3 separate regions of the Sus scrofa genome follow, and regions 2 and 3 are each linked to region 1. A link is a contact called in public HiChIP or PLAC-seq data. All regions are on one chromosome and are shown on one strand. The core of a region is the stretch at or near the end of the contact, and the rest is flanking DNA. Distances in the headings are between cores, read along the strand shown.

Region 1 (3,126 bases), core at 606-3,105:
GGGCTTTGTCACTGCTAGCTGTTGACCTTGGGTTACTTTATTCAAATTGCTGAGCCTCAGTTTTCTTGCCAGGGTGAAAAATACGAAGTAATCAGCAACTCATTTGTTGAAGACCAAGTGTCCAACATGTGTCTAAGTTCCTTATATAATAACTGACCGACTCTCTACATTTAGTTCTGAAATAGGTTTGTTAAAATTAGTTATTAAAATCTTGATATTGCAGAGTTAGAGAAGGCTTTACTAGTAATGGTCTAACCCTTTTGTTTTGTCAATGAAGAAAACGAACTCAAGAGTTGAGGTTGAGGAGTTCCCGTCGTGGTGCGGTGGTTAACAAATCTGACTAGGAACAATGAGGTTGCAGGTTCGATCCCTGGCCTTGCTCAGTGGGTTAAGGATCCGGCGTTGCCGTGAGCTGTGGTGTAGGTCGCAGACATGGCTCGGATCCCACGTTGCTGTGGCTGTGGTGTAGGCTGGTGGCTACAGCCCCGATTACACCCCTAGTCTGGGAATCTCCATATGCCATGGGAGCGGCCCTAGAAAAGGCCAAAAAAGACAAAAAAAAAAAAAAAAAAAGAGTCGAGGTTGAAGTGTGTGAGCTCACAGGGCTGGTTATGGGTGGAACCAAGACTAGAAACTAGCCAGTGGCTGGTTTCCAGGCAATTTCATTGTCTCAATTCCTGCAATGTCATTTCGAAGAGGTGTGAAACAGAGGGTTTTTCTTTTACTTTTCAGTCCTGTTGGAAGGGTGAGTGGGGGTGAATTGGGGAGCAGCTGGGAGAAGCAGAGTAGGGAGAGAGGATAACAGAGGTGGAAGTGGTCTTGGAGGGCTTCCTGGAGGAGGAGCGATTTGAGCTGGGTGTGGAAAAACAGCTGAGAGGTGGGAAACAAAAGGAGGAAATAGATACTAGAGAAGAAGACACTGGCAGAAATCAAAGAGCAGAGGAAAATAAGAACACAGGATTTACAGGCAGCAAAGCTCCCCGTTAAGGAGAACGTACGAGTGAGGCAGGAAGGCTGGTAGGTGGGAACCAGAGGAGAGGGACCTGGGCCACCAGGCAAGGTTTGCTCTTCGCTTTTTTTTTTTTTTTTTTTTTTTTTTTTTTTTGCTTTTTAGGGCAGTACCTACAGCATATGGAAGCTCCCAGGCTAGGGGTCTAATCGGAGCTGCACCTGCCGGTCTACACCACAGCCACAGCAAGGCGGGATCCGAGTCGCATCTGCAGCCTACACCACAGCTCAGGGCAACACCAGATCCTTAAGCCACCGAGCGAGGCCAGGGATCGAACCTGCGTCTTCATGTCCTCTCTTCGGGTAGAACCCAGGGAGATTCGGGAGCCGGTGCACACAATGGTTTGGTCCACCTGGGAAACTGCTCAGTCCTTTCCTTGATGTTTTTTTCTTTTTCTCAGCTCTGCTGCCCATGTGTTGGAAGAGAGGCAAATTATAGGACAAGCATGACTGACTGGGGAGGTTGTGCCATTTCAGGGTCAAACACTGCCAGTTTGCCTCCCAAATACTTTCTCTGTTGGCTGCCTTTCCTGATTTGGGGGTTTTAAAACATAAATGTTCATGGGGAGAAGGCATTCACCACGTTCTCTTTACCTCTCAGTAAGCGTTTATCAGATGCTGTCCCCAGAGCAGGTGAGGACGCGTGGTGGTGGCAGGAGTGGGCGACGCAGAGCGTGAAGCTGGGAGGAGCAGCTGGGCAGCTGAGCCCAAACGGGCAGAGCCCTCGGGACCCCAGGCCAGGGCGGGTCTGCCCCCCTGCGGTTGGAGCGGCACAAAGCGCTTCCTCCCTTCAGGCCAGGCAGGCGGTGGAGGAGGGAGGAGGCGCGAGGGCCTGGAAACCTCCTTCCCTTCCCGCCCGCCGAGGGCCACGCGTGGCATCTGAGCTGCCCTTCCCCGGAGTGAGAGGGAGCGTCAGAGAAGCACGAGTGGCACGCGGCAGACGGCTTTGCCCAATTGCACAACCGCGAGAGGAAACGTCTTGCATGGGCTTCGCAGGGTTCGGAGAAGGGCTCGTCGGAAGGGTCTGCTCGCCAAGGCGAGGGGTCCGCTCACCCGGCGCGGGCGGCTCCCGTCCCCGCGCCCCCGCCCGCACCCGCGCCGCCCCGGCCCCGCCGGGACCTGGCAAGTGGGGCGCAGATGCTCACACCCGGCCAGACGCCCCGCAGCCCCTCCACCTGCCGGGAGCCCCCTGCCGGCCCTGCGGCCGGGCTCACCCCTTCCGTGTCTCCCCTCGGCTCCTGGGGTGAAAAACTGTAAAGCTGGAGGCAACTAGGGCCTGTGCTTCCGGCCTCGAGCCCTCGTCCCTCCCTACCCGCTTTGCTCGCTGGGATCCGGCGGTACCGACCCTCAGTCCGTTTTTCCAGCGCCATAGCCCTCTCCTTGCTGCTCCCTGGGTCTGGAATGTTCTTCCTGCCTCCACCCCCACCCTTCTCTTCCCCTACCCCTTCTTCACCCCCCGCCCCGTACAAGAATCACACACTTCCTTAGGGACGCTGTCCTGACGTCGCCCCTGCGCCCCCATCCTTCTCCCCTATTTTCAGTGTTACAGCGCTGTGTACGTTTTCTGCCTAGTCCTTCTGAGAGTTGTGATGGTATATGTAGTGATTTTTATATTATATGTTTGCGTGTATATACACACACACACACACAGTTAGTGGGATTATTTGATTAATTTCCCTCGCTACTCAGCTTATATCATCCTGTTCAGGTGGTGTCCTTAGCACCCAGCCACCCTTGGCCTGTGACGGGGTCCCATTGTATGTTGGCTGAATAGACGAAATGAGTGAACATGTGTTGCCACCAAGAGCAGAGTCGCCAGGTGAGGTCTAAGGGCTGTGGGGATGGGTCTCTCCTATGCGGCTCCTCACGGTTTCACACGTGGTTGGTAATGACATTGAGTCTGAGTGTCGGCCCTGCAGGATGCTGATTCCCAGAGCACAGAAGGGGGACTAATGGTCCCTCTCATTTTCGCTTGTGAACGTCAGTTCCCACCCCCAAACAGGAGAGGAATTCTTGCCAGCCCCAGGAGGGATGGAGTTGCTTTGGTGACAGCCACTGGCAGGCTAGATGTCTCTGAGCCCAGAGAAGGGTTTCTAGAGCATCCCCAGCCCCCACACT
Region 2 (3,342 bases), core at 364-2,863, 210 kb after region 1:
GTCCCCATGCACGAATTACCAGACTCCGATGCCTTAGGTTGAGGCATTTGCCTTCAGAAATCAAGCTGGAGAAACCAAGGACAGGGCTTAAAATTTCTGAGTCCTCCCTGGTGCAGTCTTTATATCCAAAGATGACCACTGAGTATTCCTAACAAACAGAAGTCTTACCAACCGAGGAGTGTCAGCCTCTGCTGCAATGTGGATAACCTTTTACTTAAAAACTCAGTTCCTTTGAAAAAAAATCAGAACGCATCGTGATTTATGTTTTTGTTTCAGAAACAGGTCCAAGCACGAAGGAATCGAATCCAATTTCTCCACGTAAGTCTTTATGCAACTGTTTCGAAATAAAGCCTCCTGGGCTTTCATAAGAATGAGTTGGTTATGGAACGTTCGCCAGACTTGGAGGTTTGATAAGGAGACTTCTGCTCTCATTCTCTCTCACTCCCCCCCTTTTTTTCCTCCTCCTTTCTTTCTCCCTTCCTCTAACCTTCCTTCGTTCTTCTTTTCTCCTCTCTACCTTTGCCATTTTTAAAGATGAGCACGTGTGGACCCATGGCTGTGTGTCACCTTCATGGGAAGGGAGTGAATTTCTTAGTCTTAGAGAGACAAGGTCATGATGGGCCATCCTTACATGGGTTGCGACCTGAATGCATTACACAGAGCCATGGGACTGTTGCGCTTTGTGTCATTAAGGATTTCTAGCTGCTCGGAGGAGAGGCTAACGGAGCCCGTGGCTATACCTTAAGACAACCACGAGTCCCAGGGGTGTGGAGAGAGGGCTTCTAAGACCAAAGGAGCGACCAGCTGCAACAAAATGATACGCTGGAGATGATCTGGGCCAGGTTCATTTCTCTCCGCAGAAGAGCACTCTGACCCAGAAGTACTGAAGTGATTTCCCTATGGTTATGACTGGCCCTGAGGCAGGGCTAGAATCTGGGCTTTCTGGCTGCACGCCCAGAGCTCTTCCAGATAATGTTGCCTCGTTTTTTTTCTTCTCTAGGACTTTCCGGATTAGTCTCCATGGCTGACCCCATCCCGTACACATAGTGGGCAGTCTGGAGAGTTCCTTCATGCTGAGTGCCTCATCACCCATTCTCTGAAGTATATTCTTCCGCAGTATCATGGGGCGGTCTTGTGAACCCTGAAAGAGATGCCTGAGGGCACCTTCTTCCGTAGTCGCCAATCCGAGTCTCGGGGTTGACACCTGCGTCTGCAGACATTTAGAAAGTCTTCCCCAGAAACTTGTCATCATGACCCACTTCTGTGCCTGTAGACTGGGAAGACAAGTCCTCTTTTAATCCCTGTCCTGCAGACTCGATTAAATGAGACGGAAGGCTTGGGTCATCTTCACCTCCGTGGAGTCTTCCCAAGCTTCCTCCCTCTGAAGACTCCAACGCCTTTTGGATGCAGCAGGTGCAACAGGGCTGTCCCTTTTGCTAGAAGTCAAATGAACACCAGAGGGCACGGGGCTGGAAGCGTAGGGACCAGAACTTGGGGATGTGGATCCCCCAGAATCTTCTCCGAATCCTCCTTTCCCGAAGGAGAGCCTCTGAGCGCTGGCGCTGCTCGGGGCTCAGACTTGTCTCCAGCTGGGTCCTCCACGCAGAGCTGAGAGGCAGAGGGATGGCGTTCGCCGAGAGATCAGCTGGAGCCCCTCCGATGAGCGGAGAGGACGCAGACACAGGGTGGAAACAACGGAGATGCTGCCCCCCCATTTCCCTGACGGGAGAGAGAGACCTTAGAAATTCTACTCCCCCGAGAACCTCGCTCCCTTGGAAACGGGTTTTTCCTTTTTATAAGTGATTCAAAGAAAGTAGCTCTCTTAAACGAAAGGAAATGTTTTATTTCTGTGCCTGGAATTAATTTCACATGCAAAAACCTTTGCCAAATGGAGGAACAATTGGTTCTATTTATGTTTTGCTGACCATAAAATTGACATCGCTCCCCACTGAGAAATATTTCCGTTCTCCTCCTAGCAAGAGCAGGGTTGGAAAAAAAAAAGTGTTAAAAAGCAGCTTGTGACACAATAGGTGGCTGTCGAGATGGAGGATTGAATGTGAGGAGATGGGTGACACGTGATGATTCGTAGGAACGCTCGATCCTTATGTGCTGTTCTCTCCTTCTCACCGTCTTCCTTCCTGTTGTCTGTCATCCTTTTAAATGTGCACGAAAGTAGGTTTGCAAAGAATTTGAACCGTGTTTTTTCTGTAGCGCCTCACGGTTGGAGGTGTTCCATGAAGAAGAAGCAATGAATCACATTTTGATCTTGAAAATTCTCCTTATTTTCCTAAGGTGGTTTTGTTTTTGTTTTTGGTCTTTTTAGGGCGCACCTGTGCATATGGAGGGTCCCAGGCTAGGGATCTAATCGGAGCTGTAGCTGCCAGCCTTGCCAGAGCCACAGCAACGCCAGATCTGAGCCACATCTTCGACCTACACTACAGCTCACGGCAGTGCCGGATCCTTAACCCACTGAACGAGGCCAGGAATCGAACATGTGTCCTCATGGATGCCAGTCAGATTCGTTTCCGTGAGCCACGAGCCGCGACGGGAACTCCTCTAAGCAGCTTAACCTCTGAATTTGCAAGCTGCTTTTTCATTCAGATGGTAGGTCCTCAGATGGAGGACCACAGACTTGGGATTTTTACAGCGGCGACACGTGTTTTAATAAGTCTGTGGCTCGAAATAAATTTCAGACTTGGGGATCTCTTGGAAATCTGAGAGTTTCATTTTTCTTTTGCGAAAGTATCTGCAAACTACACACACAGTGACTTTAACATGTCCTCCTCCTGTTTTATGAGTCACTTCTCATCCTTTCTGACTTCCTTGTGAATGAAATGTCGGGTCGCGGGGTGTGATGCCGACGGACTCAGAGCGTGCCTTGGTTTCTCTTCGTTGCAGCGATTTTTCATGGTCTGGACACACTCACCGTGATGGGCATCGCGTTCGCAGCGTTTGTGATCGGAGCTCTGCTGACGGGGGCCTTGTGGTACATCTACTCTCACACAGGTTAGTGTGGCCGCGGCGTTGGAGTGGCTGCACCCCGTGTCTCCGCCGCACTGGGTGGCTGCTTGGTGTTCGGCGGCACGGGTGAAGGGATGCGGGAAAAGGGACTTCATCCCCACTCGCTTCACATCTCTGCCTTTGGCACAAACGGGGTTTTGTGAGAATTTAATTTCCTTTGAGCAGTTTTAGGAAAGGAAGGTTTGTGTTCATTGCATTGAGGTGGTGCAGACGTTTCGCTCCTAATGAAGCTATTTTGTGGTTAATTAAAGAAAGCTAATGTAGACAAACTGGAAACAGCGAGCGAAAGCTAAAGGCTTCAGAACAGACACATCACTGGCA
Region 3 (3,097 bases), core at 341-2,840, 250 kb after region 1:
GCTATTGCACACTTAGTAGACTACGGCATAGAACACTTTTTTTTTTTAATAGCTGCCCCTGCAGCATATGGAAGTTCCCGGGCTGGGATCAAACCTGCGCCTCCACAGCAACCTAGGCGGCTGCAGTTGGATTCTTAAGCCATTGTGCCACAGCAGGAACTCCTATAAACACTTTTATACGCACTGGGAAACCAAAAAATTCATGTGACTCACGTTATTGTAATATTTACATTATTGCTACAGTGGAGAATGGAACCCATGTACCTCTGAGGTATGCCTATATATGTATATTTATACTGTTTAATGAGAATAGTATGCCCAGTTCTGTATCTTCCAATTGACTCTCTCATTTTCCAGTAGTTAAACTCTGCAAATAACATCATTTCTCTCCATCCTTTCCAATCCAAAGGACACAACGGGGTCTCTTGTTGTTTTGTTTGCATTTCTTTGACGATATTGGGGGCGAACCTCATTTCAGGCGTTTACTGGGTGTTTGTTTGCCTTTCGTGAGCTGCCAGCTTATATCCTCTGCCAACTTGTCTATGTGGGTTGTGTCGTGTTTTTATTGATCCGTTAAAAGAATTTTAAATTCATTTCCATTTCAAAAATAAATATTTTTGCATTCCTTCTGCCAAATGTCACCTGTCAGGGTTCAGATGCGAGCAGTCTGGAAATGTTGAGAATTGCTGCTGGAGGCTCCTTGCCTGCGCACTGACCTTTGGTTCCCTTGGTCCTTAAAGGCCAGTGCGAGGGAGGGAGGTGCCCGTGGGCCCAGAGCGAGGAATGTTCTGGTCCACTTGAGCAGCACCAGCCGTGTTGCCCCCGCCCCAGTTCCCATCCACTGGCCTCCCCATCCCCTCCCTCCCACGGTGGTCTCCCTGCCAGGCTCGAAAGGATTATCCTGGATCAATATTTGAAATCGTTGTAATTTTTTTTCTAACTGGAGTTAAGTTTATAAGCTTTTTTAATTTAACCACCAAACACCAGAAATAAAAGTCTGGAAGGGAGCCAGTTTGACTCGGAGCCAGTACACTGCCTTGGAGCCAAGGAGCTCGCCGCCCTTCTCCTTGTTTTTCCCCCGGAGTTACTGACATTTCCTTTCAAAAGCCGACTCCCCAGCTTCTCAAATTCTTCAGACCCCACATGATTCCCAGGGAGCCCGCCTTCCCAGTCCAGCCCCCAGCCCAGCCCAGCCCAGGACACCTGAGCTGTAACCCAGCCTGGAGCCACCTCTAGCTCCAGGCCTGCCCCAGGGGAGCTTTAATCAGCTCTGCAAACGCAAAGCAAAACGGGGCCCTGGTCAGCGGGGGAGGGGGAGCAGGAGCGGCCGAAGCATCTGATGGCTGGTCCCAGCAAAGACGGCGGGTGGGGAAGATTTCCTTCTTGCTCATCCCCAAGGGCTGGAATAAGTCCACACACTCAGCCCACTCAGCCCCATAATTGGTGTTATTAACGTGATACATCATTATCAACCATCAGCTATGTATCGAGCACCAGCTGGGTACCAGACAGTCTCCTGGGTACTGGCGAACAAGACGGAGTGGACGCTGATGAAATTCACCACCCAGGGGGAAAGACGGACCTGGGATAAATAATTCCGCCTCTCAGACTCAGTCGTGTGAAAATCCTGCTTCGTCAAGTGGGAACAGTGGCATGGCCTAGCTCACCAGCATCTTTCTGAATCCAGGACCCGAAAAGAAACGGCGCGGGACTTTTTGCTGGCTTCTCTTTCTTCTGCCCCATATTTTAGGGGGGTGCTCAGTGTAGGGAGCTGAGTAGGAGACCCACGGGAGAGGGCAGGGTGGAAGTCAGGGTTCAGCCTCGCAACTCTCCGGAGCCCTCCCAGCGCCCACCCGGTCGGTCGGACTCATCACGGCTGCCGCCTGGAAGGGGCTCTGAGTCAGCGCTCACTGACCCGCGCGTCCAGCCTCCTTCCCTGTCTCCCGCTCGCTCTTTCATGCTCAGAACTCATGTTCCAGATGGACACAGCTGGCAAGTGTTTGAGACGTGTCTCAGCATCTTGTGATGTGTTTCTGGACCTCTGGGCCCCCGAGTGGGGTGAGTCACAGGCTCTGACTTGATCCCTGCGCTGCACATGGGCCCCTTCTTCCTGGGTCGGTGAACCCAAGCCCATCATCTGAAAGGAGACCCGGGGTCTCCCTGCCACGGGGCCCAGTGGGAACAGCTCCGGAGTCAGGCACAGCCAAGGTGGCTCTGCCCTCCCAGCCATCTTTTTTTTTCCTCGACATGGATTCTTTCTCAGATTTCATGTCTCAAGAGACGGGGAGAAAAGCACAATCCTCTGGGCGTTTCTCCCTCCCAGCTCCGTTCTTCACTTTTCTATACCTGCGCTAGGAGGCTGAACACAGCTGGGGATTTGGGCAAAGCAGGAATGTTGTCTTTCCATCCAAAAGGGGAATTTCCTTTTTTAGTAACTTGGGGGAGGAGGCAGTTGGTGAGATCCGGGAAATGGGAGGAGAGGGAGCTTTTGTCTCCTGGTTAAGAGACTTCCAGGATTCAGATCCTGGCACCGTCACTCCCTAGCTGAATGCCTTTGGGCAAGTTGTCCGTGCTTTGCTTTCCGCGTCATAAAATATAAACAAGCACACAATGCAAAAGACGATTGTGAAAATAAAAAGAGTTAAAACATGAAGAGATCTTAAAAAAACAAAACAAAACAAAACAAAACGAGAAAACCTAGGAAGTTCTCACGTGGTGCAGGGGGTAAGAATATGGCATTGCCACAGCTGTGGCAGTACAGGTCCCAACTGTGGCACAGGTTTGATCCCTGGCCTGGGAACTTCCATATTCTGCTTGCAACCAACCCCCCCCCCAACAGGTGTTAGACGTGGTGCTCTTGTTGATACTGTAGGCACTTAGGGAGGTTCCTTTGCGTAGATTTCTTGCAGCTTCAGATGGGTAACACCAACATGGCTATATGGCTGGTCTCCTCCTTTGTGTCTTTTCTGGATTAGTACTCCAAAACAGCCAATCTGGTATCTTTCCTTCCATTTCTGTCAACCCAGACCAATAACACTTGGCTGGACTGATTCCTTTGCTCCCGTATCTCTAGGCGCTTTTTCACCAAAGTTTGGGT

Evidence for each region. HiChIP or PLAC-seq counts read pairs in DNA pulled down with a chosen protein or histone mark.
Region 2: an H3K27ac HiChIP or PLAC-seq map of skeletal muscle shows a contact between it and region 1. The contact joins two enhancer-like sites. A contact is called at or near these places in 1 of 47 Hi-C or Micro-C datasets (heart right ventricle) and 1 of 2 datasets of contacts at active chromatin or transcription factors (skeletal muscle).
Region 3: a contact with region 1 is called in an H3K27ac HiChIP or PLAC-seq map of skeletal muscle, with 7 times the contacts expected there. The contact joins two enhancer-like sites. A contact is called at or near these places in 1 of 47 Hi-C or Micro-C datasets (skeletal muscle) and 1 of 2 datasets of contacts at active chromatin or transcription factors (skeletal muscle).

Annotation. Positions count from the first base shown.
Region 1 is chr4:125,082,121-125,085,246 of Sscrofa11.1, forward strand. No RefSeq gene overlaps it. Among named protein-coding and RNA genes, the nearest start is that of BRDT, 21 kb to the left of the region's middle. Within about 2 kb of position 1,856, at least 24 of the 83 cell types and tissues checked have an H3K27ac peak or open chromatin away from gene starts, as enhancers often do. A contact at or near this core is called in skeletal muscle, where this site is marked.
Region 2 is chr4:125,294,623-125,297,964 of Sscrofa11.1, forward strand. It overlaps TGFBR3 (transforming growth factor, beta receptor III), which reads left to right. Exons shown (of 18, transcript NM_214272.1): 16 at 283-318; 17 at 2,899-3,006. Among named protein-coding and RNA genes, the nearest start is that of TGFBR3, 160 kb to the left of the region's middle. Within about 2 kb of position 1,614, at least 15 of the 83 cell types and tissues checked have an H3K27ac peak or open chromatin away from gene starts, as enhancers often do. A contact at or near this core is called in skeletal muscle, where this site is marked.
Region 3 is chr4:125,331,846-125,334,942 of Sscrofa11.1, forward strand. No RefSeq gene overlaps it. Among named protein-coding and RNA genes, the nearest start is that of CDC7, 130 kb to the right of the region's middle. Within about 2 kb of position 1,591, at least 34 of the 83 cell types and tissues checked have an H3K27ac peak or open chromatin away from gene starts, as enhancers often do. A contact at or near this core is called in skeletal muscle, where this site is marked.